6 separate regions of the Mus musculus genome follow, and regions 1, 2, 4, 5 and 6 are each linked to region 3. The links are chromatin contacts, called in public ChIA-PET, Hi-C and HiChIP or PLAC-seq maps. All regions are on one chromosome and are shown on one strand. Each heading gives the region's core, a stretch centred on a gene start, on an enhancer-like site or on the middle of the called end of the contact. The rest is flanking DNA. Distances are from core to core; before and after follow the strand shown. Region 1 holds the start of Pink1 (PTEN induced putative kinase 1). Region 2 holds the start of Sh2d5 (SH2 domain containing 5). Region 3 holds the start of Camk2n1 (calcium/calmodulin-dependent protein kinase II inhibitor 1). Region 4 overlaps Vwa5b1 (von Willebrand factor A domain containing 5B1). Region 5 holds the start of Hp1bp3 (heterochromatin protein 1, binding protein 3). Region 6 holds the start of Ddost (dolichyl-di-phosphooligosaccharide-protein glycotransferase).

Region 1 (2,700 bases), core at 130-2,629, 130 kb before region 3:
GGCTGGCCTCGAACTCAGAAATCCGCCTGCCTCTGCCTCCTGAGTGACTTTTTTTTTTCAATTGGATATTTTATTTATTTACATTCCAAATGTTATCATCCAGCCGGGCTGTGGTGGTGCACACCTTTAATCCCAGCACTTGGGAGGCAGAGGCAGGTGGATTTCTGAGTTCGAGGCCAGCCTGGTCTACAAAGTGAGTTCCAGGACAGCCAGGGCTACACAGAGAAACCCTGTCTTGAAAAACTAAAAAAAAAAAAAGTTCAAGACAAACCTGGGCTACATATACAAATCAAGGCTCTGTCCCCCTTTTATGCATCCCAAAAGAAAAGAAATTTACTCAAAGCCATTTGTTACAGTGCAACAGAGACCAATAATCAGCAGCTTTTAAACCATACTGTTTGCAAAGTGTCGGCATATCAGGCCATCAGTAATGGGAAATAGGTCAGCCTTAATTAACAGATCAATTCCAAGAAATGTATAGTCCAAGTCATAGATAGATTTTAATCTTTGCCTTATCCCCTGATCTACCTACCCCCCCCCCCAAGGTCTAGGCATGTCCTCATGCTCTTAGACACATAACTAAGATGCCACCAGCCACTCAGTCTGGTCCACGAGTACCCCACCCCCTTAAATTGCCCAATCACGGCTCAGAGACCTGCCCTTCCCAATGCCCAGGCTCCTACCACGCCCTGGTTCACGACCCGCCCCTACACCACTAGGATTCTGAGGCTGCCCCAACAACTATCCAACTAACTCCGCCCTTGCTGTCCAATTTGGCCCCGCCCCACCCAGATCACTCACTCTCCTAACCCCGCCTCCTCCTGGCCTAGGCCCCGCCCCGGCCCGGCTGGCCTCAGGGCTACACTCTGGCCCGGTTCGGCCCGCTCCCGGCGCTCCCGCCCACCGCCGCTCTCACCTGGATCTCCTGACAGGCCGAGGCGGCCCTCCGGCCTTCCGCCTGCTTCTCCTCGATCAGCCCCAGCCCCAGCCCGAAGGCCAGGAAGACCGCTCGGCCGCAAGGGCCTGCGCCGCCCCGGGCCCGCACCATGAACTGCCTCTGGATCCGCGCCGCCAGCCCAGCTACCGACTGGCGGAAGAAGCGGTAGCGGTCCGGGAGGGGGAGCCCGACCGGCCGAGGCTGTGCTCCGGGGCTTACGACCTGGCCTGGGCGCTCTCCGCGGCCCCAGGCCGCCGCGGGGCCGGGCTTCCCCCAGCCGAACAGCGGGCCGGGCTTGGGCGCGAAGCGCAGCAGCAGCGCCCGACCCAGCTGCAGGCCTCGGCCCAGTGCCTGTCGCACCGCCATGGTGGCGCGGTGACCGGAGCCAGCTGCCACCGCCACAAACGTCTGGGACAACAACAAACTTCGGGGGCGGCGCCTGTGCGCAAGCGCGGGGGGCGGTCCCCGGCAGTTCTCCTGCGCAGCACGCGGGGGCGCTACCCGCTCATCCCTGCATCCCTTGGTGCAGCTGGTTTGCACTTTGAACCCAGGTCGAGGGGTTGTGAACAACTTCACTGGTCCTGGTTAAGATGAGACGTTGAGCCAGGAAACTAATATTTGTTATCAGTCACCGATCCAGGCCCTTTACACCTGTTAGCTAGTTTGACTGTCCCCCCCATGATATGAGTGCCAATTTTGTAGATAAGCGACTGTGGTGTTTCCAGATTGCTTGCAGGTATTAGAGTTGAGGTTGAAGTTCACACTGCCCTGGCTATCGAGGGAAGACCTTGGCTCTTCTCCCCCACTCCCAAGTGCTCTCATGCTCCTGTACAGACAGGTTGGAGGTTCCGGGGCTTAGATCTTGGAGGGAAATCTTGACCAAAGGCCATAATTTATGCACCAGTGGGTGCAGGAGCTGAGGTCTGAGACTGACTGGGAGACTTAACCAGAAGCCACCCAGATGCTTAATAAATCCCTATGACTTAAACTGCTTGTTACGAATAGCTAGCTGATAATAAGGTTATTAACCCTGTTACTATTTTTACTCATTTTATTTTACTTTATTTGAGACAAGGCCTTGCATAGCCCTGGTTGGCTTGGAATTCTTCCTGTAGACTAGGATGGCCCTCTGGAGTGTGGGGATTACAGGTATATACCACCACATCAGGCTGAATAATCTTTTTGCTTGTCTCTGACTTAAGCATAATTTTGTGTGTGTGTGTGTGTGTGTGTGTGTGTAAAATCACATAATACCAAATACTGGTCATCCAGTGAAATTTTTAATTTTTTTCAAAGCCTATTTTTTTTGGGGGGGGGGGGTGTTGAGACAGGGTTTCTCTGTATAGCCCTGGCTCTCCTGGAGCTCACTCTGTAGACCAGGCTGGCCTCGAACTCAGAAATCCACCTGCCTCTGCCTCCCAAGTGCGGGATTAAAGGCGTGTGCCACCACTGCCCAGCCTTCAAAGCCTATTTTAAATGATGGTTCTTCAATGCTTTAACCTCTCTTTTAACCCACTACCCACCAGAGGTAGTGTTGGGAGCCGCCCCCACATTCGCCGTCACAAGATGGCGCTGACATCCTGTGTTCTAAGTGGTAAACAAATAATCTGCGCATGTGCCAAGGGTATTTTACGACTACTTGTACTCTGCCTTTCCCGTGAACGTCAGCTCGGCCATGGGCTGCAGCCAATCAGGGAGTGATGCGTCCTAGGCGAAATATAACTCTCCTAAAAAGGGGACGGGTTTTCCGCCATTCTCTCTCG
Region 2 (2,700 bases), core at 172-2,671, 200 kb before region 3:
GTGGCTTGCAATGGTACCAGGTATGCATGTGGTGCACAGATATAAAAGCAGGCAAAACACACATACAGATAAAAATTAATAAAATGAAAGAAAAAAAAAGGAATGGATCATACTCACAATCAAAAAGAAATCTAAATTTATAAAATTGTAAAATTTTATTCTATAAAAAGTGCATTTTATTTAAAAATAAAATAAACTAAGATGAAGTAAGGAGCTTTAAATATTTCTTTTTAAGAGTTAGGAGGGAGCCTTTTCGTTTTTATGTATCCTGAGTTGCCCGTTTGGTGAACTGAGCTTGCCCCCCCCCTCCCCCCCGTTGCTCCTTCACTGTCCAGGCCTGGAGACTGTTAGGGAGATTCCTTACCATTCTGCACAGGGGAATTGCCAAAGGTCACAGACAAAAGAAATTCAAAATAGCATCGGTATTTACTGACCCTTCACTTACCAGGTCAGTGTCCCTGTCAGGCCTTCCAGTTCTCACCTGGCTGAGTCAGGGGTGGTAATGGCTATGGGAGAGGCCCTGGAGGATTAACATGATTAAAGTGTTAATCTAAGTCCCACTGGGGAGAGAGAAGTGCCTGGTTGTGGGCAACAATCACACCTTATTGTTGCCTCTGGAAAGGTGTTAGGAGCTCTGCAGAGACAAGGGATGCCCAGAGCCGTGCCCTGCGCACTCTGCACTGCACCTGGGAACTCCCCTGAGGCTGCAGATTCAGGTCCACCTTCTCGCGGGCTCTGTCATCTGTCTTGGTGTCCCTCCCTGGGTCTGAACCCTTATGTCCTGGATTTCTGCGGTGTGCCACACGGGCAGTTTCTGATGCGTTCTCTCTGCAGATTTCGGGTTTAATACACACCACGCGCTTGCCTGGCTCGGATTTGCGATTTATTTGGGCCACCTACTGCGCTCCTCACCTAATGGGATCAGAAGAGCTCGCCCTCTCGGCTCTGTGCGCGCGCTGGCTAAATTCACTCACCATTTCCCCATCTAAGTGGATTTCCGTGAGGCCGGAAGGACAAGAGTCACCACTCCTGCTGGACCCCAGCTGAGCGGTCCAATCAATCTCCACCCAGTAAGTGGATTCATGCCACCAAGTCCTCTGCCATTTGCGTGTGAAGGGGTGGGTCTGCAAGGTCATTGAGCGACCGTGCAGACCTAGTGGAGTAGCTAGGTCTGCCCCGAGGAGCAGACGAGTAGCGAGGCCCTGAGCTCACCGAGTCTGGACAGCTTCGTGGAGGAAGAGCGACAAGGAGGAGCCAACCCAGGTCGCAGCGTGGGCGGAGCCAGGTACCCTCGCAGCCTCTGATTGGGCGGCACGGCGGAGCGGAGCGGCTCCGATTGGCTGGTGAGGCCGGCGCCGCGGCCAGGTGATGCCCAAGGGGTCGGATCCCAGGGCCACGTGGGGGGCGCGCGGCGCGGGGGCGGGGGCGTGTGCGGGGGTGGGGCGGGCCCCGCGCTGGGTAGGAGCAGAAGCTGCGGGAAACGGAGCTGTGAGACCTGCCAGGAGGCGCGGTAGCGGTGGTGAGTGCTCCTGGGAACCCTCCGGGGGCTGGGCCGAAGCCGGGAGGGTCTTCCCAGAGCGAGCCGCACCCCCACTTCCCTCCGCCGGCAGTTGCCATCACCTCAGTCCCCGTCACCATACCTCCCTTTCTGGCGCCGGGGCACCTGTGCCCCTCCGAGAACCTAGCGCTGCGTGGGGATGGTGACGCTTGCGAGATCGCTGTCTGCGCTCGCACGCGCTCCGCACCTCCGCTCGCGATCCTTTCCGCGTCTTCCCTATCCAGCCTTGTGTACTCCCCGCGACCAGATAGATTTCGGGAAGAACAGAGGCTGATGAACAGACCCAGGAGGTGGCTGCCTTCGCGGTCCCCTTCACAACTGAGGAACTGGAAGCTGGCAGGCCAAGGTCACATCAGCCAAACCTGCTGAACCCCAGTCCAGTCCCTTGTTGCGCGGGTCCAGGGCCTGTGGAGATGGTAGCAGAAGTGTGCTGGGCTGGGAGCCCAGCCTTTCTAAACAGTTCCATACCTAGCGCCTGAGTTGTTGCAGCTATGAGGCTACTACTGGCTACTTCTGCACAGATACAGACCCAGTGTATACCAAGGATGGATGCCTGCTTGGGGGCCCCATAGACTGTAAGCAGAAGGGTACTGCCTAGCCTCGGCAGAGAGTCCTGGGTTTGCCAGCTCTCCATCCTGTGATGTGTGCCTTTAGTCCAGTAGCTGGGGTCTGCAGGCTTGGGAGTCTCCCAAGTACCCTGAATGGATAGATTGTTGAGTTTTATGGTGCACAGGGCCCTGTGATTGGACGTGAAGTATAGAGTTAACATAGCCAGTCTCCTGCTCCTAAGGAGAACACCCCCCCCCGCCCTCTGGAAAATAGAAGCCCGTATGTGCCTCTGTAGGTATGACCTGGCCGCAGCAGACAAACCCCTGTGGGAAACTTTTTTTTTGGTTCAAAGAGATGAGTTGGGTGTGTGGTCGTTTTCAGGGTTTCAATGAACCCTGGTGACCTCCTTGGTCTAAGGCAGGATCAGACTGGAAGAGGGGCACACAGTTCCTGTTTCTGGGGAGGCTAAATATAAGGAGGCTGGGGACGACGGCCAGGTGCTTGGAGGATGCTGTCCACCCGCCTTCTCTCCCCCCCCCCCCCCCCCCGCTTCTATATGCCCCTTTCCCCCACAGAGGACTGGGCAAGCTGGT
Region 3 (2,700 bases), core at 130-2,629:
GGCAAGCCCAGAGTAATGAGGCTCTCCCCTATCCCGCGGGAGGCGGGGCTGCCCCCTCCTCCCCTCCTTCTTGTCCCCGGGGTTGGTGCGGGGGGAGCCAGGGCCCCCGCACAGAGGGACAAGAAGTGAGAAAAAGGCCTTCCTGGCAGATCCAGTGGGCACGGGGATAGAGGAATGCCCGGCAGGGTCTAAGTGGGGCACAAGTGTGGTGGGGGAAGGGAGAGGAGTGCCCGCGGGTGGCCCAGTACGCTCCGATCCTTGACCTCTGTAACTGGCCTCCAGGGAGGTCAGCATCCGCGTCCTTCCCGGCCGGTGCGTCCTCGGTCCCCTCCCCTCCCACTGCTTCGGGTTCCCCTCGGGAGTCACAGCCAGCCGAGCCGGCGCGCACAGGCTCCGGGTCGGGTAAACACCGCGCGGGAGGGGCGCGGGCCGTGCGGGGCGGGGCGGGGCGGGGCGGGGCGCACCGGGGCCCCTCAGCGCAGGCGGGACGGAGGGAACGGGGGCGGGGGCAGGAAGCCAGCCGCGGTCCGGCGCGGCCCCGTGACGTCGCTTAGCTTCCAGGGATCTCTCCCCGAGGCCCACGGGTCCCCTCCTCCCTCCCTCCTCTGGCGCCTCGCTTTCAGCCTGGGCTGGCATTCTCCCTAGCAGCTCGCAGGCTGCTCCTTCGTCCCTGCCTCCCTCTGTCCCCCCTCTCTCCTCCTTCCTTCTCCGACCCTCTATTTTTCCCTCTTTCGCTTCTCCGCTCTGCCTCTCCGATCCAAATCTAGTCTCCCCCCTTTTCTTTTTCTCCCTCCTTCCTCACCCTCCCTCCTCCCGCCGCTCCCCTTGCCTTCTTCTGTCTTTCTGTTTTTCTCCCCGTCGCCCTCTCGGTTTCTTCCCTCCCTCCCTCCCTCCCTCCGGGTTTCCTCCCCCTGCCCTCCCTCCTTTTTGCTCCCCTCCCCCTCGGCCGCTCGCTGCTTCACAGTCCCCGAGTCGCCGCCGCTGCCGCCGCCCGCATCCGCGGCAGGACTGGCCCGCGCGCTCCCCGGGGTGCGCCCACCTCGGTCCCGCGCCCTCCGGGCTCGCAGGGACACCCTCCTCCCCGCGCGTCGCGGCCCCGCCCGGCTCGGCCCCCGCCCCGCGCCCGAGAGCGCCGAGGATGTGAGTCCTGCCCGCCGCTGCCGGAGCAGCAGCCACTCGCGCGCGGAGCCCGAGCGCAGCGCAGCTCAGCTGCGGGCGCTCGTTGGGTCGCTCGCGCGGGCTGCGCGCTCCTGCCCCAAGCGGTGTCCCTCCCCGGCCTCTCGCCGGCCCCAGCGCCGCGGCAGCCCCGAGGGCCGTCCCCGGCCGGCCATCCCCGGCCCCAGCGCCGCTGACCCTGTCCTCCGCGGGCGGGGACGCGGGCGGAGGAGGTGCCGCCTCGGAGCCCCCGGACGCGACCATGTCGGAGGTGCTGCCCTACGGCGACGAGAAGCTGAGCCCCTACGGCGACGGCGGCGACGTGGGCCAGATCTTCTCGTGCCGCCTGCAGGACACCAACAACTTCTTCGGGGCTGGGCAGAGCAAGCGGCCTCCCAAGCTGGGCCAGATCGGCCGGAGCAAGCGCGGTGAGTTCCCCGCCCCTTACCCCCTGCGGTGCTGGTGCTGCAGCCTGGCTGGGGCTCAGGGGTCCCCGCGGTAGTAGGAGGACCATCTGCGAGATCTAGGGATCCCTCCTGCGGCGGAAGCTGGATCAGGCCTCGGGCAAGAGTCCCCGCTTGTCCGGGCCACCAGCGGGGTCACCCGGGGGCGTGGTAGCCTCTACTTGCTGCCGAGGCCCAAAGGTTATACCCGCGTCCTCAACCGCACCAAAGTTTGCTTTTAGGTTTCACACCCCTCCCCCTTTTTGCGCAGTGGAGTCGCATCTGCACTCTCTCTGCTCGGCCACCCTGGGGTAAGGGGTCCTGGAGCTTCTTAGGGGTCTGCGTGGGGCGCTGCAGGGGAAGGACCTTAACTCCCGCGGGGAAGGGCGAGGAGCATTCAGGTCGCACTGGCTTTTCACTGTTACTTGGCAGAGGGGAGAAGGGTGGTCTAGCCTGAGATATTGGAGTTGGAGAAGCCCCAGGGAAACCGAGACTCAGGGTGCTGCCGGAAAAGACTGGGGTGGCGAGGTGAAGTGGGGAGATGGTCGGGAGACCGAGGTGGGCTGAGAGCTAAAGCGAGGGAGCTGTAAGGGAGCCTGGGACTCAAGTCTAGGGAGGACGCTGAAGTGCTGGAACAATGAGGGTGACAGACAAGGAGACCTACGGGTAGAGACCCAGAGTTCTGGACAGGTGATCTGATCATCCAGTACAGGGACCGGTGGAGGGACTGAGAGAGGCCAGTGGAGGCAGTGAGGCAGGCGGAAGAGGCAACTGAAGGTAAAGCCCCAGGCGGCAGCGAAGGGAGGTTCTGCCCTTTGCGGTGGCACAGAGAGCGGAGGGGCGGAGGCTACAGACCGGGGAACGGGGAAGGGAGAACGGGAGGGGGACACCCGTTCAGGCCAGGCCTAAACTTTGCAGCCGCTGATCGGCGTGGGAACCTACCCCAGCTTTCCTTCCTGCTCCGGGCATCTTTGAACCCGGCCTGGGCTACCGCCACCAGTGATCTGAAGACCTCAGTTTCCCTTTCTCTCCTTAAGAATCAGCCTAGGAGACTTCTTTGTAAAGGGTTGCATCGGGTTGCAGTCGAGCTGGGATGGCTCCC
Region 4 (2,700 bases), core at 6-2,505, 140 kb after region 3:
AGACTTGCTTTCCCCAAAACTTCTACCCACTGGACCATAATGAATGACTCAAACATCCCGTGCCCAACCACCCTTGGCAAGGCTTTCCCGGAGTAATTTCTGTGCCTTCCTCTGAAAGGGTCATGCTTAGCCGAATGGATTGCGCCAGCCTTGAGACGTTTGTGAAGGGATGACCTTGAGCCCAGTGAGTAGAGCTAGGAAAAAGCAAGGGGAGATTCCACAGGGAAAGGGGTCTGAAGAATGGGCCAGACAAACGCACGGTCAGAGAATTCTGAAGCTCTGAAGGTGGGGGAGGGCTGCCGTCCACAAAGGGGATTTTTTTTTTTTTTTGCTCCTAAACAATTTCATTTTAATGATGATAACTTCCTGGAGTGCTTTCATGAGGAGGACACAGAGACATAGTCCAGGCTTAGCAGGAGTGGGGTGGGGGTGTTGGGAAATAGACAGGATCAGTTATTGATGTCCACCTGGGCTAAGGAGAAGGAAGCAGAGGGCCACGTAGCATACAACACGTGACACACATCACGTGACATACATTTGGCCTCCCTGAATCAACCCTTTCTTCTCTCTTCATAGAAAAGATGAATGAAGTCCAGCATTGAGAATCGGTTTGTCCAAAACCACATAGCAATTGTGACAGAATCGATTCCGGACCCTGGGATTGCTCCTTCAACAATGGCATGTAGTAGAAATGACATACTCAAACAAGAGAGCTTTTTAAAACCAGAGGGCATGTCCCGCTCCTCATAAGCCGTGCATGCGAACTGAGCAGAGATCTGGAAGGCTCGGGGGCCCCTCCGCCAGCCCTGAGAACCTGGGAAAAGCACATCACTTCTTAAGGACTCAATTTCTTTAGCCCAGAAAGGAGGGACAGGGTATGAAATTCTCTCCCAAAGTGCTTTAGGTTTATAATGCTGGGCCACTCTTAGGTGACCATGAGGGTATCTCAGTGTGGCTGCAGAACAGAATACAGAAAACCAGAGGATCAGGAAGGATACTGCGGCAGCACTCCAGCACCATGGACAGCTCCCCACCCGCCTCCACCTCTGGCGGCCCACAGGTAGAAGGTAACCACCCTCATGTCTCACATCCATTCGTGTCAAATGCTTTCAGAGGATATTGGCTTTCATCTATGATGCCTCTGCCGCTTTTCAAGACTAGGAGGGACTAAAAGGCTGGCCTCCTTGATTCCACTCAAGTCCCGCCCCCTTGCTGAGTCTGTTGCCCTGGAAACAAGAGCTTGCTTCATGGGTACAATAAAGGGGAAGGATAGCCTCGGGTGACAGGAGAGCCCAATCTTTTCTTGTCCCCTCCTCAGCTACAGTCTATTACTCAGTCCAGTAAATAGAATGAGGAGTTTTATGCAGAAGTACAGAGATAGGCCACATGAGGACAGATGACGACAAGACAGTCCTCTCTCTTAATGAGTTCATAACTCCAGATGGGGAGACAGACACCCGCAGAATCACAATAAAAGGGAACACTGTATGATTCCATAACAAGATAGTGATTTCCTGACAGGGAAGAGGGGTTTCATGGGCTTTGTGGTGGGTGAGGAGGGCTCTACCATTCTTCTGCAGTTTTATTTAATTTAATTAATTTACTTATACAGACACGCACAGACACACACACACACACACACACACACACACACACACACACACACATTTTTTTGGTGGAGCTTCCAACACAGAGAAAACAAACCAAACTCTCTGACTGGTTATCAAGTTGGTACGCTACACTAGACTGTGAAGTTTGTGAGTCTAGTGTCACTGGACTGTGAATATGTCAATATCTTGGTTTGTTTTTTGTTTTTGTTTTTGTTTTTGTTTTTGTTTTTTCTTTTTCTAAGAAGACTGCATTCAGGGCTCTGCTGCACCATTAGTCATTTGGGAAAAAGAATAACTAAATTAAAAAAAATTTAATGTGTGTGCATGTGCGCACATGTGCGCATACATGCATATGTGTGATATGTGTGTGTGAATCTGTCTGTGTGTGTATATATATATGTATGTATGTGAATCTCTGTGTGTATTTATGTGTGTATATATGTATGTATATATGGATGTATTACATGTGGTCTGTGTGTATGTGTGTGTGTGTGAATCTGTTTGTGTATTATGTATGTATGTATGTATGTATGTATGTATGTATGTATATGTGTGAATCTGTGTGTATTTATGTGTGTACATATGTATGTATGTATATATGTATGTATGTATTATGTGTGGTCTGTGTGTATGTGTGTATATATGTGTGTGTGATGTGTGTGTGAATGTGTGTGTATGTGTACATGCACATGTGTGCAAATGCTCATGAAAGGCAGATGTTCTTGGGCCCTGCTCTCTGGCACTCCCAATCTTAGTTTTTGAGACAAGGTTTATCATTAAACTGAAGCTGGCTTACTAGGCTGACTGGCCAGTGGGTCACAGAGGTCCACCAGCCTCTGCCTCCCAGTGCAGAGATGACAAGTGGGCACCACCACACCTGGAAATTTCTTTTTAAACATGAATTCTGGGAATCTAATTCATGTCCTTGCAAGCACTGACTTAGCTACCTACCCAGAGCAAGCTTAATCATTTCTATTGGGTTCTACTAATATGTAGCAGAGGCTACATCTAGTGACTCTATGATGTCAGATGAGAGAATGGTCAGGCAACCACTGGTTTGATTGCAGATTATGTGTGACCTTGGGTAGGT
Region 5 (2,700 bases), core at 148-2,647, 240 kb before region 3:
AAGGACACACACCAAATGTAGCAAGTTCCCAATTATGCCAATACATAAAAGTGGGATGGGGACAGGTGTCTCCGTGGCTGAGGTCCCTTGCTCTTGTAGAGGATCTCGGTTTGGTTCCCAGCACCCACATCAGACAGCTTACAACCTACTAACTCAATTCCCAGGAGTGCAGACAATCCTTAGACATCTGCACACACCCGGAACACATACAAACAGGTACACACACATATAAAAAATTAAAAGATGGTTTTAAAACAGAATTCTTCAAAAAGACCAAAATCCCTTTTTAATATTTAATTTTTTTTTCATATGACATACTTGATCAGGTCCCCTCCTCTCCAAATCCTCTCAGATCCTCCCCATAAATCCCTTTGAAGAGATTGCCCATGATCCCAGTGTTCAGGGGAATGGGTGATGTCACTAGTACAGACGCTCACCAGGGAGGAATTTTTGGTGGGGTGATTTATTTAATCTTCTTAGAACCCTTGGAGTTTCAGCCACTCTGGCAGGTGGAGAGGACTGAAAGTGTGTCTAATTGGTTTCCGTAATAAGCGCTTTGATTGACCTGCAGTTGCGGTGCCATGCATGTACCAGGCCGATACCCACAAGACTCCGGCTACTTGAGGTACATTGAATTTTTCCAAAGTGGCTTTGAAGAACTACACCTGCAATCCTTCATTTCCTTTTCCTTCTTTACACAGGCTCTCGTGCATTCCAAGCTGGCCTCAGGTTGGTTACCTACCCAAAATGGCCTTGAAATTTCGATCCTCTTGATGCCACCTATTGAGTCTGCGTCATCACACTGGGCTCTAGGTGCTGGCGATGGCACCCAGGGCTTTCTTCAGACTAGACACATACTAACAACTAAACTACTTCTTCAGCCCCAAGAACTACAATTTTCAAAGGCGGTGGTGTGCACATTACATGAATAGGCAGATCTCAACGTAAAGTGCCAAATAAAAGGCGACTCCCTTCTAATTCCGTGGTTTCTTTTGGGTGCTGGGGGTGGGGAAGCTGTCTGTGCATGCAAATCAAGAAGCTGGGGGCAGCCCGGCTCACGCATCTTCCAGGCCGTGTATGACCAGTCCTTGCTCACTACACTGCCAATTCCCTGTGGACTCAGGAAGTGGCTGTTGTTGTCTAGCACCGTCTTCCAGGGCTAAAGGGAGGCTGGAACCCCAAACCCGAAGGACTCGGGGTCGGAGACAGAGACTGCGCCGAGCACGCAGGACGCAGCCAGGAAGCTAGCGCTCCCAGCCACGCTCTGCCTCCCGTCGTCCGCCGTTCCCCCCCACCTCCCCCACGAGCGCCCTGTCGCGCCCCTGCGCGCCCGCCCGGGGACCCACTTGGCGGGCGCGCGCGGGGGCGGGGCCGGCGCGGGGGCGCGCGCGTGAGGCCGCGGGCAGGGGGGCGGGGCGGCAGAGCTCGGTGCCCGGCCTGGAGGACAGCGGTGTCGCGAGTCGGCGATCGGTGGTCCGCGGCAACGCCGAGAGGCCGTACGGGAACGCGGGCGCCGGAGCTCAGAGGTAACGCGGGATGGACCCGGACCCGGCGCGCAGGGAGTGGGCGCGAGCTCCGTGCGCGAGTGAGTAGCGGAGGGCCACCGGCCTGGGCGCTGACGCCGCTGCCCGGGCGCAAGAGGCGGGACGCGGGCACCGAAGGCCGGCGGCTTTTGTCCGTCCGCCGCGGCCGCTGCGCCCTCTCGCGTCGCGCCCGCCACCCGGCCCCTGCCCCTGGCGCGCGGGCCACTCGGGCCCCGCGGCGCGCGCTCCCGCCCTTGTTTTGTTTGGACTTGGGGAGGAGGGGCAGCTCTTCTCGGGTCGGGCCCACCCCCCCTCCGTGCTTGTCTCAGTGCGCATGCTCCGGCGTGCGCCGCGGAGCCCTATTGGCTGCGGGCTTGCGCATGCTCCGAGGCCTGTGGCCCGACTTCCGCCGCGCCCTCCTCCCCTCGGCCTACTGTCAACTTGTCTTCAAGCCCGGTTCGAAAGATGCCGGCACTAGTGAGTGGCTGCGGCGGGCCCGCCCTCCCGGCTTCTCCGCCCCCGCCGCCGCCGTGGCCGCCATTACGGAGTCCCCAGTGGTGAGTGTGCAGAGCTGAGGCCACGCCGGTCGCCGCTGGTCGCCGCCGGGTCCCCGCAGCCAGGAGCGCGGCGTGGTCTCTGCGCGGTACCTCCGCCGCCGCCCTCAGCAGTCCCGCGCCCATCTTACTCCCCACTCCCGCTAGCCCTGCGCTGTCACCGCCACGGCTCTCTGTCGCGCAGCCGCTCGCTCCCGCCTTTGTCTTCGCTGCTCCTCCGGGCGATGCTCAGCCTCTGGGCGCTGTCGCTTCGCTGCTGTCGCCGCCGCCGCTACCCCGACGGCCTTGCGCTTCTGTGTCCCCCGCGAGCCTACACCTCCCCCGGCCTCCGCCGCGCTCCCCAGGCCGGCGCAGGATTGTCAGTGGCAGCCGTCTTAAGCCTAGGCCCGAGTCGATCCAGACTTAAGCAGGCAGTTTTCCTTAACGCCCTTGAGCTAAACCCTCCTTCACAGCCAGAAGTGCTCATGACTTCTCCCCCAGGCTGCTTTACTGCCCTTCTCCGACTGCCCGTTGCTTTGGAGAACGAGTCTTATTAGACCTGGACCTCATACGCAAGCATCTTAGACGTGAAATGTGTCTAGAGAGTCATTCTGCATTTGATCTTAGCCAGAAGGGCCTAGAAG
Region 6 (2,700 bases), core at 139-2,638, 150 kb before region 3:
GAGGTGTAGGTGGGTACCTTGAAAGGGTGTCCTAACAATGGCACATCCCTAAAGTCAGTGTCACTGAGTGGTGTGGTTGGGCTTCAGAGAAGTTTAGGAACGATAATTATTATATGGAGACGGTCACATCCAGCTGGCCTGGGACTTGCATGTAGCTGAGGACAACTTTGCACTAATTATCCTGATGTTTGTATCTCGAGTGCTGAGGTTACAGCTGCCAGCTGCCATGCCTAGTTTTCTATGATACTGGGCATCAAACCCAGGCCTTCCTGCAATCTAGATAATGCATGCATCTTACCCACTGAAGTACACATCCCTAGACCTCTACGTTTTATTTCTGTCCTGAATCTTGGGTTGGTGTGTGTGTGTGTGTGTCAGAAGACAACTTGCAGAAGGCCGTTCTCTCCTTCCACCGTCTGGGGCCCAGGGATTGAACTCACGACGTCAGTCTTGGTGGCAAACAAGCACCTTTATCAGCTGAACCATCTTGCTGGCACCCCATGTTGGCTTATAGACAATTCCGCTAGGCACCACGCAGCAGCTTGGGTAGCCGCCAGCCAGGTGCGAGCCAGGCGTGTAAGGACTCCTCTCGGCTAACCTGCCTCTCTCCCTATCTCCTATTCTCTCCTCTCTCCCCCCAGATGTTCTCAGCTGGCCTCTTCTCTACCATTCTCTGTTCCCCTTTTCGGTCTCTACCCCGTCCCAAGTCCCCTTCCCTTCCACCGACGATAAATCGTCTTTACACTAGGTCTGTCGCGTGGCTTGATTGTTCAGGGGATCACCTTGGCCGGCCAGCCAAGTTGCTCCCTCCCGCCGCATTATACCAGCTCTCAATATGTGACCCCAGCAGGCCTGGACTCACTATGTGGACCAGGCTGGCCTCGAAGTCACAAAGATCTGCCTCTGCCTCCCACTCGAGTGCTGAAATTAAAAGCACGAGCCACCAATCCTGGTTGTGAAGAGCCTTTTGATCACTAACCTTCTCCTTGGCCATCCACCCTGTTTCGGGCCTGGCCAGAGCCTATTTCCCCACCTCATTGCTCTCAAGAGATAAGGGCCTGCTTCCGAGCCCGTTAGACTAGCGACAGGCGAGGAATTCACCCCTATCTGGTCCTGGTAATGACAACTGCGTCCTGGGGGAAAAGGGGCGGCTGCCTAGGAAACGGAAAATCTGGAGACGCTAGAGGAGAGTTTGAGAGATGTGGCGGGAGCTAGCCTGGGCGGAGGCAAAGGGCGCCCGGCTTTGTTGATTGGCAGCAGCTACGGAGCTGTCTCTCTTGGATTGGCCCTTTTCCATGGGGGAGGCGGAGCCTCAAGTGCGTTTCGCCAATAAGGTACAGAGACTCGGCCTCCGGAGGGCCACTTCCGGTGGCGTTCCCTGCTTCTTGGTCCGTCCCCGCAGCGGCGTGGGCCGCGGGGCCACGGAGTACCCGGACCGCTTCCAAGTGGTACTCCGCCGCTGCGAGCGGCCATTGGGCGGCCGCGAGGGACGCTTCCGGTGCCCAGGTGCTGGCCTGGGCTGCTGGGAGATGAAGATGGATCCCCGCCTCGCCGTCCGCGCCTGGCCCCTCTGCGGGCTGCTGCTGGCCGTGCTCGGCTGCGTCTGCGCCAGCGGCCCCCGCACCCTCGTGCTGCTGGACAACCTGAACGTGCGGGACACGCACTCGCTGTTCTTCCGCAGCCTGAAGGGTGAGCGCCGAGCAGAGCCGAGGGAATGGCCCGGGTTGGGGCGGAGACGGCAGCCCCCTCCGAGGGCTGCAGCAGGGATTCCTCTCCTGACCGGGTTCCGGGTTTCTTTCCTCCAGACCGGGGCTTTGAGCTCACCTTCAAGACCGCAGATGACCCCAGCTTGTCCCTCATTAAGTACGGGGAGTTCCTCTATGACAACCTTATCATCTTTTCCCCGTCGGTGGAAGGTAAGGGCGCGCGTCGCCCCTCGAAATGGGATTGGGGGGGCTCAGGAGACGGCTGTCTTCTTGTTCCTGGGCATGTTCTGGGTCTTGGGGTGAGTTTCGAAGTATAGTAGAGGAAAATGTTAATTGCAGCTTGGGCCTCGGAGATTTCATCCGTCAAAAAGATACAGCTAAGGATAGAGTGCCAAATGTCACCCGTAGACATTTCGCTTCTGGAGAAGGGGGTTTTCTCTAACAAGGGTCCTGATAAAGAAACTCTTGATTTGACTTGCTTGTGTACAAAGATTTGTCACATTATTAACATGGATTGCTGTAAAAAGTCATTCTGCAGGTCATAAGAATACAAATAGATACATACCCATCAACCCTTAAGGCCTGATGGATGTGTTTTGGCTGACCAACACAAGGCTAGTTGGTATTGGGGGTGGTGGGAAATATGCATGTATGTGAGGTTGTGCACACTTCTGTGGACGTGTAGAATCGGGTCACCTACTCTGTCACACTCCTCACTCCCTTAAGCCAGGGTCTCTCACTGAACCTGAAGCTTGCCATTTTGACTAAGCAGGCTGGACAGTGAGCTCTCAGATCAGTCTCTGCCTCCTGATGCTTGGGTAATAGGCACCGCTTGTCATTCCCAGCCCTTACTGGAGACTTGAACCCAGTGACCGACCTGTGGCTGCCTGCTAAGCCATCTCACCAGCCCTCAGAGACTACTGAATGGAGTGAAGATCTGTAACTTACACTTAACTATTTCTGTCTTACAAGGCAGTTGAGTCCACCACTAGAC

Evidence for each region. A called contact is a pair of places that touch in the nucleus more often than the background predicts. ChIA-PET counts read pairs in DNA pulled down with a chosen protein or histone mark. HiChIP or PLAC-seq counts read pairs in DNA pulled down with a chosen protein or histone mark.
Region 1: a contact with region 3 is called in a Hi-C map of Th1 cells, with 7 times the contacts expected there. The contact joins the promoter of Pink1 here to the promoter of Camk2n1 in region 3. A contact is called at or near these places in 1 of 39 promoter capture datasets (neural stem cells), 4 of 484 Hi-C or Micro-C datasets (Th1 cells and embryonic stem cells), 9 of 115 datasets of contacts at active chromatin or transcription factors (the 230-238 cell line, bone marrow-derived macrophages, effector CD8 T cells and 3 more) and 2 of 9 other capture datasets (adipose tissue and liver).
Region 2: a contact with region 3 is called in an H3K4me3 HiChIP or PLAC-seq map of embryonic stem cells, with 12 read pairs. The contact joins the promoter of Sh2d5 here to the promoter of Camk2n1 in region 3. A contact is called at or near these places in 2 of 484 Hi-C or Micro-C datasets (embryonic stem cells and nephron progenitors), 1 of 115 datasets of contacts at active chromatin or transcription factors (embryonic stem cells) and 1 of 9 other capture datasets (liver).
Region 4: an H3K4me3 HiChIP or PLAC-seq map of forebrain shows a contact between it and region 3, with 3 times the contacts expected there. The contact joins the enhancer-like site here to the promoter of Camk2n1 in region 3. A contact is called at or near these places in 1 of 39 promoter capture datasets (hippocampal neurons), 1 of 15 datasets of contacts at CTCF or cohesin (embryonic stem cells), 2 of 484 Hi-C or Micro-C datasets (both in embryonic stem cells), 17 of 115 datasets of contacts at active chromatin or transcription factors (bone marrow-derived macrophages, craniofacial prominence, embryonic basal ganglia and 8 more) and 2 of 9 other capture datasets (liver and pancreatic islet).
Region 5: a FOXA1 HiChIP or PLAC-seq map of pancreatic cancer cells shows a contact between it and region 3. The contact joins the promoter of Hp1bp3 here to the promoter of Camk2n1 in region 3. A contact is called at or near these places in 2 of 484 Hi-C or Micro-C datasets (cerebral cortex and embryonic stem cells), 4 of 115 datasets of contacts at active chromatin or transcription factors (embryonic stem cells, memory CD8 T cells, microglia and 1 more) and 1 of 9 other capture datasets (pancreatic islet).
Region 6: a contact with region 3 is called in an RNA polymerase II ChIA-PET map of memory CD8 T cells, with 97 read pairs. The contact joins the promoter of Ddost here to the promoter of Camk2n1 in region 3. A contact is called at or near these places in 1 of 484 Hi-C or Micro-C datasets (uterus), 5 of 115 datasets of contacts at active chromatin or transcription factors (effector CD8 T cells, embryonic stem cells and memory CD8 T cells) and 1 of 9 other capture datasets (pancreatic islet).

Annotation. Positions count from the first base shown.
Region 1 is chr4:138,324,917-138,327,616 of GRCm38.p6, forward strand. Pink1 (PTEN induced putative kinase 1) reads right to left here and starts at 1,380. Exons shown (of 8, transcript NM_026880.2): 1 at 917-1,380. The coding sequence starts at 1,303.
Region 2 is chr4:138,248,990-138,251,689 of GRCm38.p6, forward strand. Sh2d5 (SH2 domain containing 5) reads left to right here and starts at 1,422. Exons shown (of 10, transcript NM_001099631.1): 1 at 1,422-1,519.
Region 3 is chr4:138,453,769-138,456,468 of GRCm38.p6, forward strand. Camk2n1 (calcium/calmodulin-dependent protein kinase II inhibitor 1) reads left to right here and starts at 1,380. Exons shown (of 2, transcript NM_025451.2): 1 at 1,380-1,583. The coding sequence starts at 1,418.
Region 4 is chr4:138,596,971-138,599,670 of GRCm38.p6, forward strand. The region is part of intron 8 of Vwa5b1 (von Willebrand factor A domain containing 5B1); the gene reads right to left. Among named protein-coding and RNA genes, the nearest start is that of Vwa5b1, 26 kb to the right of the region's middle. Within about 2 kb of position 1,256, at least 42 of the 459 cell types and tissues checked have an H3K27ac peak or open chromatin away from gene starts, as enhancers often do. A contact at or near this core is called in craniofacial prominence, embryonic basal ganglia, forebrain and 1 more, where this site is marked.
Region 5 is chr4:138,215,215-138,217,914 of GRCm38.p6, forward strand. Hp1bp3 (heterochromatin protein 1, binding protein 3) reads left to right here and starts at 1,398. Exons shown (of 13, transcript NM_010470.3): 1 at 1,398-1,526.
Region 6 is chr4:138,303,350-138,306,049 of GRCm38.p6, forward strand. Ddost (dolichyl-di-phosphooligosaccharide-protein glycotransferase) reads left to right here and starts at 1,389. Exons shown (of 11, transcript NM_007838.3): 1 at 1,389-1,689; 2 at 1,806-1,916. The coding sequence starts at 1,530.